Regions from separate parts of the Mus musculus genome. Here region 1 is linked to region 2. The links are chromatin contacts, called in public HiChIP or PLAC-seq maps. All regions are on one chromosome and are shown on one strand. The core of a region is the stretch at or near the end of the contact, and the rest is flanking DNA. Distances in the headings are between cores, read along the strand shown.

What was found. HiChIP or PLAC-seq counts read pairs in DNA pulled down with a chosen protein or histone mark.
Region 1: a contact with region 2 is called in an H3K27ac HiChIP or PLAC-seq map of embryonic stem cells, with 6 read pairs. The contact joins the enhancer-like site here to the promoter of Ramp3 in region 2. A contact is called at or near these places in 28 of 39 promoter capture datasets (the 3T3-L1 cell line, 3T3-L1-derived adipocytes, the C10 cell line and 17 more), 49 of 484 Hi-C or Micro-C datasets (B cells, the Ba/F3 cell line, the C2C12 cell line and 28 more), 18 of 115 datasets of contacts at active chromatin or transcription factors (the 230-238 cell line, astrocytes, bone marrow-derived macrophages and 8 more) and 3 of 9 other capture datasets (adipose tissue, liver and pancreatic islet).

Annotation. Positions count from the first base shown.
Region 1 is chr11:6,777,237-6,781,851 of GRCm38.p6, reverse strand. It overlaps the pseudogene Gm11977. Among named protein-coding and RNA genes, the nearest start is that of Gm11981, 60 kb to the right of the region's middle. Within about 2 kb of position 3,066, at least 9 of the 459 cell types and tissues checked have an H3K27ac peak or open chromatin away from gene starts, as enhancers often do. A contact at or near this core is called in embryonic stem cells, where this site is marked.
Region 2 is chr11:6,657,024-6,662,008 of GRCm38.p6, reverse strand. Ramp3 (receptor (calcitonin) activity modifying protein 3) reads right to left here and starts at 3,476. Exons shown (of 3, transcript NM_019511.3): 1 at 3,382-3,476. The coding sequence starts at 3,436. It also overlaps the pseudogene Gm11978.

The DNA.
Region 1 (4,615 bases), core at 1,817-4,316, 120 kb before region 2:
GGGTCCCAGCCACCAAAGAAGAAACCTAAAACCACCAATATAAAGCTCCAAGAAGTGCCGAATGATGAAGTCCATCCACTACTGGGTGTGAAGGGGAATGGCATTTCCAAGAAGAAGCAAGCAGTACGGCCTAAGGGATCAAAAGCAGGAGGAGCCATCTCAGAACTGCTGTGAAGACCGCGGAACCCTTGGTTCTTCTCACTCTGTCATCGGGTAGCCTTTGGACAGCGTGGCCAATCATCTGAGATTGGCTTTAGTTGAAAACAAAGGCCTCTGCCTCCCACCCAGGAGGTGAAGGAGTGGATTTTTTGTTTGAATGAGGAAGTGAATTATGGAAGAAGAGCACACAGCCCTGCCTTCCTCTCAAGCAGAAGTCCAAACAGGCTCTCAGGAACGCGGATGCGTGAAGACGGCAGGAGGCTTGACCCACTTCAGCTTCACACCAGGTTGTGTTGCTGGTGAAGAGTGCCCGTGTTTTGTTCACCTAACTGTTGAAGTCCCATCTTTGGACATGTCATTTCCCATGTCCTGCTTGCCTTCCGTCCTCCATGCATGTCCTCGAGTGACTTGTTCTTCTCTGAAAATTTGCTACCAGCACCTAGGAAAACTGATGCATCTTCTGTTTCTTTCCATCATAACGTTCCCTCCCAGGCGCTTCCTGTAGCTCCATATTGTGTATAAAGGTTGGGCAGAGAAGCAAGTGCTCCAATGATTTCCAACTGGCAGGAAAGGAAGGAAGAACGAAGGCCCCTATCACGCTGGCTTACCATGCCCTGTGCTCAGGAGGCTGGGCTCTAGAGAGTCAGGGGTTCCCTTGCATTGCATGTTTTCCAGTATTAGATCTGTTTGAATAATCATGGCTTTTGGATATGATTAGTTTTATCCATCTCCAGCTAAGATTCATCAGTAGTTTGTGTATCACTTTACCTGTGTTGACTTCCAGAGTTAGAAACAAAGCAAGGTGTGTTTCTCCACGAGGTTCTTTTTTATGGATGTGGGGCACTATGCAAGGACTGACATGAGACACCCCCCCCCCCAAAATCAAAGCAACAGCAGCCCACTTCAAATCAAAGATGAGTTTCGTTCGTTAAATCCTTGCCTGTGGAGAACCTGTCCCCAGCAGCCATAGTTTGTCCTTTCCTGGAGCCACGCCCTTTTACTGTCTTCACTCACTTCCTTTCTGTGGAAGGTTGCTTAGCTTTTTACCCTTCTCTTTCTCACCTTGGCTCTCTCTGCATTTGCTGTTCTTTTAATAAAAATAGCAAATTGAAAAATAATAATAATAGTATCAAAAGATGGCCTAGTCAGCCATCACTGGAAAGAGAGGACCATTGGACTTGCAAACTTTATATGCCCCAGTACAGGGGAACGCCAGGGCCAAAAAATGGGAGTGGGTGGGTAGGGGAGTGGGGGGGGGGGGGGAGTATATTGGGGACTTTTTGGATAGCATTGGAAATGTAAATGAAGAAAATACCTAATAAAAAATTAATTCTAAAAATAATAATAAGTGTTCCAAATGCCCTAAACATCAAACATTCCATTTCATAGAATCTATGCACGTAACTACATACAGAGTGTGACTTTAGGGATGTCTGCTTCTTTAGGACCTACAGGTTTTGATTATTTTGTCAAACACACACACACACACACACACACACACACACACAATGACCCAGATGAGAGTGGACAATTGTAATATGATCCCAAGCCCTCTTTCTTACTGGTTAACACTGTTGGTTAGTTTTCTGTCACAAGCTACAGTCATCTGGGAAGAGGGAGGAAATGACCCCGTCAAATTGGCCTGTAGGCAAGTCTGTGCGATATTTATTGATTATTGGTTGGTGTAAGAGGGCCTGGCCCACTCTGGGTGGTACCACCCCTGGGCAGGTCCTGGCTTGTATAATAAAAATGCTGAGCAAGCACGGTTTCTCCACGGTATCTGCTCCAGTTCCTGCCTTGAGTTCTTGCCCTGGCTTTCTTCAATAATGCACTCTAGCCGTAAAGTGAAATGAACCCTTCACTCAGCCCCACACTTATCAGACCCTAGGAATGAGTTTTCCTAGCAGTGGAGGACACAGAGCAGTATTTGCCCTCCACATGTACAAATGGTGATGTTTGACCAACAAGCTGACCTGTGAGATGAAGGTCCCAGTGCGGGAAAGCCACACTGATGTGAAAGGACTCTATAAAGCTAACGGACTACACGTCTGTGAGTGTCTAGAGGAGCGATGGCAAGTCATAATCAGAATGACCTCGGGTTACCTTTGGTCCCTTTAATAAATATGTATAAAATATGTATTAATAAATATGCCCACCTCTGTATCCAACTTAGCATGTTTTCAACTATGAGGTAAAGCCTTCAGAATGGAGAGAAACTTCTGGCTTCCACCAACCTAAGCCTCAAGAACGTTATTAAATAGAATCTCAGCCCAGAGACAGACAGACAGACAGACAGACAGACAGAGAACCTGTAAGCTCCTATAACTCAGCTGTCTATTGTCCTCACCAACCTATTTGAAAAAAAATAATGATTTGATTTATGACTTTCTTTTGTTCTTCTGCTATCAAAATCCATGTAACTGTCTCCACAGGGGAGCCTGTTTCTCAAGGAGATCTGAACCTATGTTCCCAGATCACGGTGAGAGTACTTTGACCGTGTTTTTACAGTCCTTGGGTCCCAGAGGAGCTGAGCTTGCCCCTCCTACCTCGCAAAGCCACCTTCTGCCTTCCTCTCACTTTTTTCCTGTTAGCTCAGCAGGAAAGAGTAGAAATCAGCAGGTTTACAATTGTCTTTTCCAGGCTGAAAGTCTTATTAGCAAAATCTTAGCTTGAATCCAACTTTTTTAACTCATTCTCTCTGCATCATTTGCACTGAAATGAATTTTTAAAACAGACTGATCTAGGTGGGTGCACGGCAGGATGTTGCAGATTGCTAAGAAAGTCTGATGTCACGGTGGTATTTCAGAACTTACAAACAATTGCGCCTGAATGGGCTCAATTACATGAAAACATACCAATTGTTCCTGTGGTCCAGCCTCATTATCATGACATTCAAATACTCCAACAATCTGTCTTCCTTCACAAAAGCCGGAAGCCCATAAATGCTGCGACTTTTAAACCCTCGACAAATGCACTCTATCAAAGCAATTGTCACAACAAGTACAGAAATTAAATAGCTGAAGCAAATGCCACTAGACCACAATTGAGACCGTGACTTCTGTGCTCTGGGACATGCAGAGAAACTGTAATTAGTTTTGTAATCTTCCTATACCCATTCCAACCAATGGCGCCTTGGTTTTTAGTGTTGAGTCTCATTTCCACACAGTACTTAATGGTGAGGCTCAATGCTTACAAAGCTAAGGCATGGTACCTGAACAAGCCACCAATGGTGTGTGTGTGTGTGTGTGTGTGTGTGTGTGTGTGTGTGTGTGCACATACGTAGCATCAATCCCATGAACAGGTCCTCCCCATGACACATTTCATGCCTCTCCTCTTCCAGTCTCCTCAGAATTATTTCTGGTGAGATTTGACCCTCCTTTCATGTGCTGACCAGTTTTTATGTCAATTTAATACAAACTAAAGACATCTGGGAAGAGGGACCTTCAACTGAGAAAAAGCCCCTACCAGACTGGCCTGTGAGCAAACCAGAAAGCAGAGTTCCACCTTGGCCGCAGCTTCAGTTCCGACTTCCAGGTCCCTGCCTTGAGTTCCTGCCCTGGTGCCCATCTACAATGGATCTATACAGAAGTGTAAGCTGAAGTAAACCCTTTCCTTCCTAAGTTGCTTTTAGCCATGGTGTTTATCGCAGCAATAGAATCCCTAAGACAGGACCTGTCTTACTTAGGGTTTCATTGCTGTAAAGAGACACCATGAACAAGGCAACTAGTATAAAGAAAACCATTTAATTAGGGCTGGCTTACAGTTTCAGAGGTTTAGTTCATTCTCATCACAGTGGGAAACATGGCAGCGTCCAGGCAGACATGGTGCTGGAGGAACTGAGAGTTCTACATCTTCATCTGAAGGCAGCAGAAGGAGACTATGTGCCACACTTGACAGAGCTTGAGCATAGGAGACCTGCAAGCCTGCCCCCAACAATGGCACACTTCCTCCAACAAGACCACACCCACTCCAACAAGACCACACCCACTCCAACAAGACCACACCTACTAATAGTGCCACTCCCTATGGCCAAGCATTCAAACACTTGTCTATGGAGCCCATACCTATTCAAACTACCTCAGCCATAATGTTTATCACACCAACAGAAACCCTAAGACAGGTCCTGTTGCAAGACAAAACAAAATTATCTCCATCATTTCCCATGCTATGACTTTATTGAATAAATTGGTTTGGTTGCTTGGATGTAGATTTTCCTTTTTTTTTTTTTAAATTTTACTCCTTGGGTCATTTAGTAAACATTTTTTTATGTGCATGTGTGTATGTATGTGTGTGCATGCACACACATGCATGCGCCTCACTTTAGTAAGATCTAAAGCCACGAGACACAGAGCTGAGATGTGGAAGGAGCAAGAAGCAGTGGGGTTCGTCCCTCCCGTCCCTTCCTTCGCTCATTGGACTTACCTGCAGTGCTGCTCTGAGCCACCAAGTCCTGGGG
Region 2 (4,985 bases), core at 2,227-4,726:
ATAATGTTCAGATGCTCCAGAATCTACATACACCCCAAAATCTCCATGTGCCCCAGATCTCTGACAATCCCAGGATCTCCAAGGATCCCCAGATTACTGTGATGGCTAGAATCTTTGCCTGTTCCCAGAAGCCTGGTTTACCCCTGAGCCCCTCAGGGCATGACACAGCAAGAGTCTGTCCCATGCAGGTGTGAGGTGCCATGAAGACTGTGTGCCACCCTCAAGCAGACCTGCTGACTTCCCTGCCCTGATCAGGAGTGTTTCGAAATGCTCTGGGCCCACACTAGACAAGCACAGGGTCACAGGCAGTGCCCTCCCAGGGGACCCCAGTTAGTCATCACTTCAGATGCATACAAAGCTAAAAGGGCTTCCAGCGCCACCCCACAACCCACCCAAAATAACAGCAGTCTTGAGTAAAGACCCTGACCCCTGGGACTCCATGAAAGTGGGTCACCGCCACTCAAGCTACTGGCTGATCTGTAAAGTTCTCAGGAACTAAATCAAAGTAGAAATCCATTCTGGATGGCTCTGTTCCGAAACAAAGAACACTCAGCCCCGTGCATCTTTTGTCTCAGTGACTTCCAGATGCCGAGAGATGATAAACAGCCGGACAGATGCATTTCCTAGAGAACGGCCCTTTGTCTTCAGTCATCTGGAAATGAACCCAGGCGCCTTCATCCTCTGTGGAAATAAGCATCAACAGACTGGGGCACAAAGGCCGTGGACGCTGGCACTGGGGGCTGCGGTCTCTAGGGCGCAAAGGCCGTGGACGCTGGCACTGGGGGCTGCAGTCTCCAGGGCGCAAAGGCCGTGGACGCTGGCACTGGGGGCTGCGGTCTCTAGGGCGCAAAGGCCGTGGACGCTGGCACTGGGGGCTGCGGTCTCTAGGGCGCAAAGGCCGTGGACGCTGGCACTGGGGGCTGCAGTCTCTAGGGCGCAAAGGCCATGAACGCTGGCCCTGGGGGCTGCGGTCTCCAGGGCACAAAGGCGTGGATGGATGGCACTGGGGGCTGCAGTCTCTAGGGCACAAAGGCCGTGGCTGGCTGGCACTGGGGGCTGCAGTCTCTAGGGCAGTTCTCTCCCTTCACCTGAACCCCCATCCGGGAAATGGGCCAAATGACCTCCAAGGCAGCTCCAGTACTAAAGATTCTGTTTAACAAACCACCTTCTTCAAGACCTTAGGTCTCCAGCACTGCTTGCCACCTGCTTGGCTCAAGGTGAGTGTGACAGGTGACAGGGAGGCAGAGCGCATTACTATATAACTCATGATAAAAATTGGGGCACTGTGTTCACATTCCCAGACACACATGTGGGCACACACGCGCGCACACATGCGTGCACACACAGATCCCGGGTGCTCTCACTCATGGTGACAGGAACACATATACCAGGAGCGGCCTCTGCTTTTCCATGAGCATTTCGGCTCCACCACAGAGTGACTGGGCCAAACTTAACTGACTCAAGCCAGTCCGTACAGCAGCACTCCACAGCTACACTCAGGCCAACAACAGGGAAACTGAGGCTAAGAGCCAATAGGTGGATACCTACCTGCTGGACTCCTCATCCCAGGACCCTGAGAAGCATCAAAGTGTCCCTGTAGAGTACGTTAGAATTTCAAGGAAGCCCCACAGGCCGAGACCTTTATTGTTTGGAAACAAAGGCTCTCCTGATGCTGTTCTCTACAGTGACTAGGCTCAGAATCTAGAGTTCCAGACATCACAGTGTCAACAAAGCATAGGTGGCAGTCAGCGTTCCTGGGAGCTAGGAAGCTCAGCTCATCCCTTGCAGAGCTCAGACCCCACCTTGGCCAGACTGCGTGTGACAGTACATGTTTCATCTCTGACTCCCGGGCTGGCCAGACTCACTGTAGCCAGGTCTGTGAGAAGGCTGAACCTGACCGGCCACTAAGAAGCCTGGTCCCATGGGTGAGGACAGTGGGGACTTCCACAGTAGGATAGGGAGGTGGCTGTTGGGGACTGTGGGGACTTCCACAGTAGGATGGAAAGGTGGCCATTGGGGACCAGGATTGCTACAATTTCATGAGGTTTCTGTCTGTGTTGCTTCCCAGTTCCATACTAGAAACAGTCAGGAGAGACATGGTTTCCTTCCAGATAAACTCTGGACCTCCTTCCTCTAGAAACCAAACTCCTCACCAGGGGAGCCTTGCACTGGAGGCTTGCTGAAATCCCAAAACAGCTCACTGCCTTCTGGAGGTGGTCACAGTCCCAGCCTTCAACATAAAACTACCCCAGCCTGAGCGCCCACTGTAGAACACGAAAAATGGTCTCACTCTGTAAGCAGAGACCTCTTCAAAGGGAGAGAACTAATTGTTGAGTCTGGCCCACCTCTGTCCCAACTCCCAGACCGCATCCCAAGTCATCAACACTGAGGAAGACACTACAAACAGGTCCAACTTCATCTTACAGCCAAGGAGGCTGAACCAGGAGAGTAAGGAAAACTCGGGACCATGGCCCTGGAGGACAGAGCCCCTCCACCTGGAGGGAGGATAGAGCCCCTCCTCCTGGAGGACAGAGCCCCTCCTCCTGGAGGACAGAGCCCCCTCCTGCCAACAGCTTCCCTCACAGTTCTAGCCAAGCACTGGCCTTGCCCAGCAAGCCCTCTCCTATCAAACCCTTCCACAGGCACTCATGCACACACATGCCCACACAGGCACACAGATACAATCAGGCACACCCAGAGCCACAGGTACATGCATACATGTGTGTACACAAGCATATACACATACACATACACATACATGTATCCTCTTATTTATCCTTGGGTAACTTCTTCAGTAAGATACTTCACTTTTTATTCTTTGAAATTTTACATATGTATACAAAGTATTTTGAGCATATCCACTCCTACTCTCCCCGCCCCATTAAACTCCCTCAGGCTCCTTTAATATGTCTCCCTACTAACTTTATTCCCTCCACACCCCTTTCAAAACAAGCTTAATATTTATCCCATTTCTATCTTGTGAAAGCAATGTTTCTCCCTGAGTCCGATTTTCTCACTGGAAAAGGATTCTAGCTACCTGCACCTGTGTGCCATGTGCCCGGGGCAGGATGGGAAAGAAACTCACTACCTCACCAAAGACCCTTCCCTGGACCCCAGAATATCTCTACCCCACAGGGAACTGTGCAGCCCTTGCAGCTCAAAGCCTTTTCCCTCAGCTCTTCTAAGGTTGGAGGAGTTATGAAGACCCTCCACAAAACCTGCAGGATGTGCTGGAGTCAGCGTGCCTGTGTCTTTTCCAAACTCTGGGGGGGGGGGGGGGGGGGGAAGAGCGCAGCCTAGGCTGGACGCGGGAAGGAGAGAGTCCGCGTGGGTCCCAAGGACCCGAGGAGATGGAGTACCCCGACCCAAATGTCTCCTTACCACAAAGCAGCAACAACAGTGGAAGAAGGTGCAGCCGCTGTGCTGGGGTCTTCATGGCCAACTAAGATGCAGCCGGCTTGCAGCAACAGCGACATTCGGAGGTAAGAGGCTTGGGGCGGGACCAGGGCGGGACCTCGGAGAGCCCCAACCCAGGCCACGCCCCCACCCCGCCCCTGACTCCCTCCGTTGCCTAGAATTCTCAGCTTCTCTCTGGAGGGGCAGGTGGTGGGGACAGGAGGTGGGGGTCGCGTTGGGATATAGACTGGAACAGAGGAAGGGGAAGTGCAGTCGGGTGGGAGAGCCAGTCCAGCGTGGCGGGAATGGAGAAGGGGTTCTAACCGGAAGACTGCAGGTTTGGTCTGGGGATGAGCCGGATTAACCTCAGTGTCAAACTGGGAAGCAAGCTGGAGAAATGAAGGGAGTTATGCAGTACAGGTTGATAGAGGGGAGCCAGGCAGAAGACAGACAAGAGGTTGAACTCGGAGAAACCCGGGGTTCATCCTTGCAGGTCCTGTGGGACCCCCCTAAGCCAGGCACATAAATTTAAGCAGAGACAAGTCTGAGAGCCCTGCCTGTCTCCAAGGGACAGAGAAGGGCATGAAGTGGGTTGCTGAGCAGATGGGGGGGGGGGGGGCATTCTTCCAGACTGAGGCACTGGGGAGGGGAGCTTGGGTGTGCACACATGCAAACACAAATGGCTAAGTCTGAAGCTAACTGAGGGCAGGCGGGTCAGTGACGGGGCCTCCAAGGACCTGGCTTCTGGAATCAGCAGGTAGAAAGAAAAGAAAAGGCCTCAGTTTCTCCCACCATAGACTACATCTGTCCCTCAAGCCCAGGACAGCTTCCTGTTCCCAATGTTGGGACCACTCCTCAGAAAGAGAAAAGCAGACCTCTTTGTCCTCCAAAGCTTATTGTCCCCCAGGAAAGCACTTGCTGGTCTGAGAGCTAAGGCCCAGACCTGGGAGGATGGCTTTCCCCACCTAAACAAGCACTTCTGTCTCCCACGCCCCATCACTGAGCTCAGCTCACCTTTCCTGACCTAGAAAGGCTCACTACAACTTTCTGTGAATTTTCACTGAGAAAATTCTGGTCGAAGCCAGAAACAAAAACAAACAAGCAAATAAACAAACAAAACCCTGTAACTACTTTAGGGCTGAAGAGATGTCACAGTGGTTAAGGGCACTTACAGGGGACCTGGGTTTGGTTCCCACAGGTACTGGAGGTAGCGCATGATCATCTGTATCGCCAGCTCCATGGGATCCAGTTCGTTCTGGCCTCTGAGGGTGCCGCACGCAATTGTGCACACCCATACATATAAACCAAAGAAATCTTAAAGATTAAAAAAAATAGCATTTTTAAAAACCAGTTAGCAAAGAGAACCTAGGAAGCCTGGGCTTGCTACAGCAATAACAAAGGAGTCTAATTAAAAGTAAAACTGATTTAACTTGGTCAGTCATCCTCCTTCAAGAGGGGCCAACATCTAGGCCATTATCCCTGCCCCTGTGCTAAGGGGAGGGGGCGCTAATCAGGACAAAAAGGATAAGCCAGCAGGTTGCTCTTATAGAGGGCTGATTGTCCCACAACCTGAAGTCAGAAACGGGAAG